Linked DNA regions of Mus musculus: region 1 is linked to region 2. Evidence: chromatin contacts called from public promoter capture Hi-C data. All regions are on one chromosome and are shown on one strand. Each heading gives the region's core, a stretch centred on a gene start, on an enhancer-like site or on the middle of the called end of the contact. The rest is flanking DNA. Distances are from core to core; before and after follow the strand shown.

Region 1 (4,371 bases), core at 520-3,019, 1.0 Mb after region 2:
AAACAGCTGGGCAATTAGGCCACAAGAAAGACCCAAAGAAAGGCTCCTGGGGGCAGCCAGGCATGGTGGTGCTTGCCTTTAATCCTAGAGTTCCAGAGTTAGGCTATGGACAGGTCTCCGCGAGTTGGGGGTCAGCCTGGTCCATAGACTGACATCCAGGACACAGAGTGAGACACTGGAGAAATCAAACTCCCCTCAGCCTAGAAATAAGTAGCACTGCCTCATCCTGAAACTTTGGCCCTGGGCAGGGAGGCCTCAGCTGGGGCAGGTAAGCGGAGTCCCAGGTTTTATTTATGTAGCTTTGTGACCTTAGAGAAGACATTCTCCAAGCCTCTATTTTCTGATCTACAAAATAAAGGCAATAGTTCCTTTCTCATGGGGCCTTTAGGAGGAAAAGATGAGGGATTCTTATAAACTGTAACAAGTAACAGTTCAACAACATTCCAATAGTAGCATAAGCACTTCTCATTAAGAAGAAAGACTACAGCCAGGAAATTAAAGAACTCCTGGTGTCACCCATGAGGCCTTGGTGACATCCTCACATGCTCATCTGGTGCCTGGGGTAGGTGGGCAAAAGGGATCCCGGAAAGGCCACAACCTCACTCTGCATCTGGGCAGCCATTTCTGAGGATTACCCAGTATGCCAACCTGCCCATGTCCTCAAAACTCTGGAGTATCCAAAGCATGGAAAAGGAGAGGGGCAGACCTCCGCAGCAGGGCTTGTCCCCAGCCCTCATGCAGGACCCACACTGGCAGCAGTGTAGAGTCTGTTCAGAGACTCTCCTTCCTCCCACTCCCACCCACAGATAATTGCCACTTCCCTGCCGCCCCAGCCTGATCTTCAAAAGCCACTATTCCAAACTTGATCCAAAACAAGGCTGCTGACCCAGGGACTCTAGGGATGCCATTCTGAGCACAGCAGTCACCTAGCCCTATAAATCTCCAAACTGGAAAGGCTAGTTCCCAGAAGGATCTACACTTGGGTCTAGCTCCTGGAGATCAGTAACACACACACACACACACACACACACACACACACACACACACACACTGTAGCCCTAGTGAGGTGAACACTGTCTTTCTTCTGCCTGACCCTTCATACAGCACCACCTGCCCGATTAAAAGTTTCCAGACAGATCAAAGTCTTAACTGTCCTTATATGAAATTGCACTAGCAACCCACATTCCCACCCCACCGCACCCCCCACTCCCAACCCCACAACCCCGCCGCTGCTGCCACTGCCTCCGGTTCCTCACTGACACCTCACTGACACCGAGTGAGCTACCCAGACTGACTCTGGGGAGAGTTAAGAGTCCAAGCGCAAGAAGTCTCCAGGATTCCCAGGTCTCTTAGCCCACAGACTTACGCCCCAGGGGTACACACAGACTAAGTTCAGTCACTCACACCCTAAGGGTGTGCGCATTTGCCCACTAACACACAGATTCCCCCAGTATGCTGGTAAACACACCAAGATGACACTCACCGAGATCACGCTCTAGAGGAAACAAAGTTCATCAGCGCACCGGCAGCCGGCTCTCACCGCCCAGTTTTGCGCAGTACAAGGGCTGGGAGCCCGAGCCCTCGGGACAGTCACGTAATGGGCTCTCCCTGTTTGGCGCTGACTCGACCGGCGCTCCCGTCCCCAGGCCTCACTTGGCGACCTCTCTTGGTGTCCGCTCCCCTCTAGGAAGCACCTCTCACCTCCCCGCTGCGCTGGTCCCCTCCAAGGGCTGCCGCCGCTGTTCCTGGTGCCCGAGTCCCATGCCGAGTGGCGCAGGGTCCCACGTGCCTGGAAGCGCCGCGGTCCCCGCCCTACTCCGCCCCGCTCCGCACCCCATAGCCTGGCTGTGAGCAGGAGGGCGGGGCAGACTCTGGGCAGACGCCGGAGCCGCCCCCAACCCTTCTAAACAGATGCTTCCAGTCTGCCACCCGCTTGGGGACGCGGTCGGTCAGTGTCGCCGCCGGTCAGCGTGTCCGCCACGGCTGTTGAGCAAGGAGAGGCGGAAGGCGACCGTCCTGGCTGAGCAGAGGTCACCTGCTTAGCTCACCGATTTTCAGCGACGCCCAAGTTTTACAAGGTTTGCTTTGTGCTGGCCTGGCTCCTGTCACTGCCCACCGATGGACCTTTATACTGACCCTCAGCCTTCCCTCCGCTGCTGCCCCATCCCGCGTCACTTACGGATGGACAGATGGATGTGCTTTCAGACTGCTGGTACCAGCAGAAATCTTTGCCGGCTTCACCACCTCCGTCTGCTTTTGCTCTTCGTTCAGGTCACTAACGGGTCCATGAAGTCCTGGTTTAGTTTGATCTCTCATCTTGAACTGCCTCAATTCTTCTCTCTGGCCTGCTCTGAAGACTTTCTGTAGTCACAAACCCCATTCCTGTCCTAGTTTGAGCTCAAAAAGGCAAGGACCACACCAGCCACCTCACTGCTGTCCTGTGAAGGGGTGGATGAATGAGAGGGTGTCTGCCCCCTCCCATTTCTGACTCAGGCATCTGTTAGTATAAGTTCTAGGCCACCTTTAGCACTGTAAGACACATTTTCTGCGAAATGAAGCCAGTCCTTCCATGATCCTACTTTTCGTGTCCATCCAGGGAGTCTTGGGGTGGCCAAATAAACGGACAAGTTCAGAACAAGCCTTTTCCTATGGTGAGGAGTTTGCTCTCTGCCCAAGGGCTGTAGACTTTGTTAGTTGTGTATCCGCTGACTAAAGTCCCATTCGCAGCCCCTGGAGGGGTCCAGAAAGGGTCCGATCTGCAGCCCTGTCCAGAGTGAGAAGGGTGAATACACAGAGCTGGGTGGCTGAGCCTCTCTGCAGCCTCCTGGGGCCTTTGAGCAGACACAAAGGCTCCTTGTCTAACCTCTGCTGGCTATGGGAGCTGGTGCAGGCAGCTTCCAGAAATCTAGATCTCTCCACAGCCACCCTTGTGGCTTTAGGGTCCTCGTGTGAGGGAAGTCTTTCTGGTTATTGAAATCCCAGCGGATTTCCTTTTCCTGATCTCCCTTCTGAGCCGTCAGGTCTTTTTCTGCTGCTTCCCCTAGGACCCAGGATGGATCCTAGCCTCTAGAAGACCCACAGGCTGGACAGTGGGCAGTCTTGGACTTTACCCTTGCTGTGGTCCAATTCCTTTACTTTATAGCCAAAGAAACGACATTCCCAAGGTACATGACATCATGTCAGGTGACCTGGTAAAGCCCGAGTACTCAGATTCAAGTCTTCCTTCACTTTTTCTGTGTCTACTTTCTAAGATTCAGCCCTCTTTTTGTTGTTTGTTTGTTTGTTTATAGCTAGGATCTCCCTATGTAGGCCCTGTTGGCCTTGAACTCACCATGTAATTCAGGCTGGCCTCATTCAGCAGTCCTCCTGACTCAGCCTCTTGAGAGCTGATATTCTAGGCATGTGCTACCACGCCTGGCTCTCCATCTTCTTTTCTGCACAATGTGTTATGTACTCCTGTCTTGCTGTTCTGACTAAATGTCCTTATTTGGGGTCTTGCCCATGATCCTGAGCTTTCTGGGTCTGCAGAGTGAGTATCCCCTCTCAGAAGAGCCTGGGAGGTTAGGTTTCCCAATCCTCAGATTTTGTAGATCACCAAATCCAGTAGACTTCCCTACCCACCCCCCACCCCCACCCCCACCCCCACCCCCACCCCCATCGCATTCCAGTTTGAGCACATTTGCGTTCATATTTTCACGTACTCTGGACTTGAGAGTTTGCAACTGAAAGAGTTTAGAACCTCTATTGATCCAGCCAGGAAATGGGAGCTCTGTGAGACACAGTGAGTACCCTATGAAGTGTAGACCAGCACTGAGGGCGTCTCCCTGAATCTCGCAGCCAAAGCAGGCTAATGGTAAGGCCCAGGCGCTGTAATGGTCCCTGTGAAGTGTAATGAAGCCACAGGGGCATCTGCATTAGCAACAGAAGTTCAGGAGGGGATTGTCAAAGCGCCAGTCCTGGCTCCCCCGGCCCACCTCACATTAGAAGGTTTCCTGTCTCTCCATCCCTGAGCAAGCATTTGCCGGCTGGCAGGCATCCCCATCCCATGAGAAAACCTCCTGCTCTGAGAATCTAAGATGTGGGCGGGTGGGCAGGCGGGGTGGGGGGTGGTGGGGGTGGGGAGTCCCTGCCTGGCCAAGCCTCTAACGCAGCCCTCCAACCCTCTGTCACTGCCAGAATTGTGCCTCTGTCCCCCCTCACTGACACACTTTGCTTCACACTCTCTTGGGGGCTTCCTCTGCCCTCGAGGCAGCCCAGCTTCCCAGCCTCCACTCCAGGTTTTTCCCTCTCTGCCTTCTCTCCTGCTTCCATTTAGCTAGGCAGGCTGAAACCCTGAACCCTCACTCACCGCCTGCTGGGTGCTGGCCACTC
Region 2 (4,623 bases), core at 2,054-4,553:
GAAAGCATTAGTGTTTTTAAGGATTGGGGAGACTTTTTAAAGTAGACTATAGCAATGTGTGCTGAGGTCAAACCCAAGGCCTTGCACGTGCTTGGCAAGAACTCTAGCACGGAACACTTGTGTTTCTTAGTGATGAAGGCTGAGAGCAATGGGTGTCTCGTGTATTCAGATGAAAGTGTAATGCCTTTCGAAATCATTCATGTTCTTGCTCATACACTCAGCCATGTTTATTCAGTGTCATTGTATATCACAAGTTTGCATAATACTCATTTTCATAGATGTGAAAAGGGCAACTTTCTCACAGTGCAGGGTGATGACACAAATACATATTTACACTCCACACAAAGACAGAGAACTCAGGAGCCCTTGTTTAACATGTAGCGAGCCCTAAGTTTGATCCCCAACCCTTAAAAAAAAATCTTTGCCTGGGAGACTCAGTGAAGCCTCAGAGGGGGTGTAGCTAAGTTATGTGTGTCCCTGGCACACAGGAGGCCCTGTCCACTCCCCAACTGAGTGTGGCAGTGCATCCGCAGCCACAGCACTTAGAGGGAGAGGTAGGAAGACTGTCAGTTAACATCATGGGGAGCTTGTTGGACAAACATAAGAACCTGAGTTCATGAGTTCAAACCCCTTGCACTCACATAAAAATAAAAAGTGTGTGTGTGTGTGTGTGTGTGTGTGTGTGTGTGTGTGTGTCTTAAAGCCTGTAACTCCAGCATTGTCTGTTGTGGAAAGTGAGAGGAGAATCCTTGGGGCTGGCTAGCTGGGTACTAGATTCTTTCCCATACAGGTAGACTCAAATAAGGTGGAAAGTGATCTAGCAAGACAACGACTGCCCTCATCTGGTCACAACGTGCAAGTGCGGGAACGTGTGCACCAAATACAGGTGTGCACATAGTGTACAAGTGTGCACACGAGAGAGACACACGGCAAAAATAAACAAGCAGCTCGAAGTCACAAGTTGCAGAACAAGGGTACATACCTACTTTTCTAGTCACAAGGAAGCTGAGGCCGGAGGATCGCCAAAGCCAGTTGGTGCAACTTGGCAAGACAGGAGTGGAGATGAGACTCAGTCAGAAAATCCTGGTCTACTTTGCTCATGGCCCAAGATTTAGAAGCAGAAGGAAACTGATCTTCTTGCAGAAGGAAAATGTGTACAACGATACAGAGGTGTGAAATGCATGGGCACTTGGGGGAGGCGAGTGGTTGGTAAAGGTGGAGGGGGTAGGAGGATACTGGTGGGTAGAGTGGGTACAGAGTGGGTGTAGGGGGTGTAGGGTGGGTACAGGGTGGGTAGAGTGGGTGACGGTGACAGAAAGGAGTCAGGAGTCAAATGTGCACAGACTTAAAGTCAATGCTGAATGTTATACATCTTAATCATACGAGTTCCAAGATGGCCAGAATGGGTTCAAGGGGGGCAAGGGGGCATCTGGTTTGTCGTTGAAATGATCAGCACAACTCTTGTGGAGAGTGTGGGGGAAAATACATTGGAACGCCTGGACCAGGGACAGGAGACCTGAAGACAGGCTGTGGGAAAGGACTGTGAGTAAGGACTGAAGACACCAGAGCTCTGAGGAAAGCTGAGGTGGCAGAGACCCTTCAGGAAAGCAGAATGAACAGGGTTTAGAACCCAATGAGCCCACCTTTGGCAACCTTAGACATCAAGACAGGTACAGAGCACACATTAGCAGAGACGGGGGGGGGGGGGGAGATTACTTCTTAGCAAACACTGTATCCAGGAGGGTGGAGTGGAGGAGAGCTTTGACAAGGAGAACCTAAGTCAGAGGAGGACTGGAAGGAGCTCATGTTTGTCTTCACTCTGAGAGCCCTGAGTAGGGGCTTTCTTGGTCACTGGTTCCTCCCACTGCTCACTTGGCGTGAGGAGTGCAGCCTTAACCCTGCCAGTCAGATAACCTGGAATGGGGTGTGGCCTGCCACTTCTCCATCCTTACACCTGTCCTGGTCTGAGACACTGGTAGCTGTGTAAGAGATGCTCAGGAATCAAGGTCCAAAGCCAGGACGACTGTGTTTGCCCACAGTGGCCCAGCAAGCTGTGGATGGCGCCAGCACCTTGAGTCTGCCCTCTCATTGCAGAGCCTGTGTGCTCTGGGGTGGACAGAGCTTGTTCTTTTCTTAGGGTCCTATTAGTTCAGGAGCTCACCTAACATGAGGTCTGGAGCAACAGCCTGCCCAGGCTGCTGGGGTTCTGGATCAGCGTGCTCACCTTCTGGTGAAAGGACAAAGCTCTGACCCTGGCTGTCACTGGCGCATGCAGAGCAGTGGGGCCTCGCCTGTAGAAAGAGTTCATCCTGGGCTGCTTGGTAAGTGGTAGCAGCAGTGACTCCATAGCAAAGCTACCTCTCATCTGGGGATGATGCCTAGGACCACCACCTGCCAATGGGAGATTCCAGGTACCTGAAATGGCTTTCCTCCAAAGTTGAAGTGCTTTGATGTTCCAAATCTTATTTAATCCTTTGCGACATTTGCAGGACGATATTGAAGACTTTTAAAGTAACTCAAATCATTATCTTAGTGCTGGAGAGAAAACCTTTCTCCTAGGCGCTATGTGCAAGCACACAGACTGTGTTCAAAATGGCAAGTGTCTCTGCACTCCCCCACCAAATACCCAATCCTGAGATTCCCAGACCCGTACTATGACCTTCCCCACTCAGTTTCATCTGAAATCTAACTGGGTTGGTTCCCCTTGCAGGCTGCGTACCGCGGGGAGCCAGGGGTTAAAACCCGGGGCGTCTGTGGCCCCCTTCCCCCTCCCCAGCCCCCTCGTCTCCACTCGGCGCCTTGCCTGGAGCGAAGGTTCCCAGCCCTGCACTAAAGGGGAGGGGGAGAAATGGGCTTGTTTCTCGTGGCCAATCCACGAGCTCGCGGTGCCTCAGAGGAGGCGCCAGCATTAGGGCGGCCCAGGGCTGCAGGCTTCCCGCGGCAAAGTACAAATGCGCCCGAGCGCGGCGTCTGGCGCCCGAGGCGTGCACAGCGGCAGCGCTCAACCTCCCCCGCGCCGCCACCGAGGGTCTTGTCGCCCCACCGCGCCCCAGACCCGCGCCGGACCCCGCGCCGCCGCGCCGCCGCCAGCCAGCGCCACAGGGACACTGCACCCCGGTGACCGCACCCCGCAGATCCCGGTTCTCTAGCTAGCACCTTCTCCCTCTCTGCCATAGCCTTTTTCTTCATTTCCCCAACTAATTTCTCTCTCTCTCTCTCTCTCTCTCTCTCTCTCTCTCTCTCTCTCTCTCTCTCTCTCTCTCTCTCTCTCTCTCTTCTCCTCGTCCCCTCCCCACCGTCCTCTCATCCTCACCTTAGACCTCTCCTGTCCTTGGCTCCTCTTCATCTTTGCTTTTCCGACTCCTCAAGCAGCGGTCCTACTTGGTCCTCTGAGGACTTACTTGTGTCCTTATCTCACTTTCTCCCGGCTCATCCCGGGGTTGTCTGACCTTGGGACAAGGAAGGATGGTTCCCGGGGTGAGGATCATCCCCTCTTTGCTGGGACTCGTGATGTTCTGGCTCCCGTTGGACTCGCAAGCACTATCCCGTAAGTAGAAACCAGGCAAAGTCTGGGCAGGCAGGGGAGGGATGCGAACCAGTGGGATGTACTTTGCTGGAAGATGTTAGTTAGGACCTGGGGACCCCTTAACGCTTGCATTTATCCAGGCAGCACCTGCATAGCAGGGGTAGATGTTGCTCCATGACCAGTGTGGGCTGGTGAGTCTTGGGGGGAGAAAAGTTTGGCAGAGTTTCTTTCTGGGGTGCTGCTGGGGGAAGAGCAGTGTGCATTGTGGGAAGGGACTTTACTCCCAGCAGCCTGATGTGTTGAGTGTGAAAGACGGAAAGGCTGATGAGCTCCTGGGCTGAAAGATGAACAAAGTGGAGTCCATTATCGCTTTTGATACTCACAACACTCCATGAGGTGTCATCATTACATTTAATTGATGAGTAAAATCGGCAGGGCAAAGAGAAGAAAGTTTCCGAAGCTGGTAAGCTATCCAAAGCCAAGAGTCTAATTCCAAATCCTGCCTTTACAGCGTCTGGGAGACACCCCGATGTGGGGCTGTGAGACTGGAAGGCATCGGGGCGTGGTGAAAAAAGATGAGGTTCTTCATCTTCCCAGCCTCACTGTGTGCCAGCTGATGGGTCAGACACGGAGGGCACCTCACCATCTCTTTTCTAATCTATAAAATAGGAGCCTCTTAAAGCCGTTAAATGTATTAAATGACAGGGAGCAGGCAGAGCAGCTTGTATAGAGATGCTACAAGGTGGCCTCATCAAAGTGTATCAGCTGCCTAAGCCCCCAGAGTTTCCACTTCAAACAGTAGGTTATGCAGGACCACAGCCTCTGTTTCCTAACTGCCCCTCCTTATGCTGGTGACTCCTTCTGAACCTCCCCAATAAAGAAACAGAGCCCAACAAGGACAGTAGTTTGCTCCAGGCCACCAAACTTGAAGACCCAGGTCCCCACCCCCTAGCTGACAACCTTTTCCAGGCTTGGCTCCACCTGCCAGCTCTGCTTCTGACTGGCTACTGGCTTTGTGGAGCTAGTGAGGCTAGATTCTGTCCTGCTTCTGGGAATGGAAATGTTGCATGTCTGTCTGACGTCCCCTAGCCTGTCAG

The links. Promoter capture Hi-C pulls out the DNA fragments that hold promoters and counts their contacts.
Region 1: a contact with region 2 is called in a promoter capture Hi-C map of liver, with 2.1 times the contacts expected there. The contact joins the promoter of P2ry2 here to the promoter of Chrdl2 in region 2. A contact is called at or near these places in 3 of 39 promoter capture datasets (liver and pre-B cells) and 1 of 9 other capture datasets (liver).

Annotation. Positions count from the first base shown.
Region 1 is chr7:101,010,229-101,014,599 of GRCm38.p6, forward strand. P2ry2 (purinergic receptor P2Y, G-protein coupled 2) reads right to left here and starts at 1,770. Exons shown (of 3, transcript NM_008773.4): 1 at 1,484-1,770.
Region 2 is chr7:100,003,101-100,007,723 of GRCm38.p6, forward strand. It overlaps Chrdl2 (chordin-like 2), which reads left to right and starts at 3,304. Exons shown (of 11, transcript NM_133709.3): 1 at 3,304-3,547. The coding sequence starts at 3,466.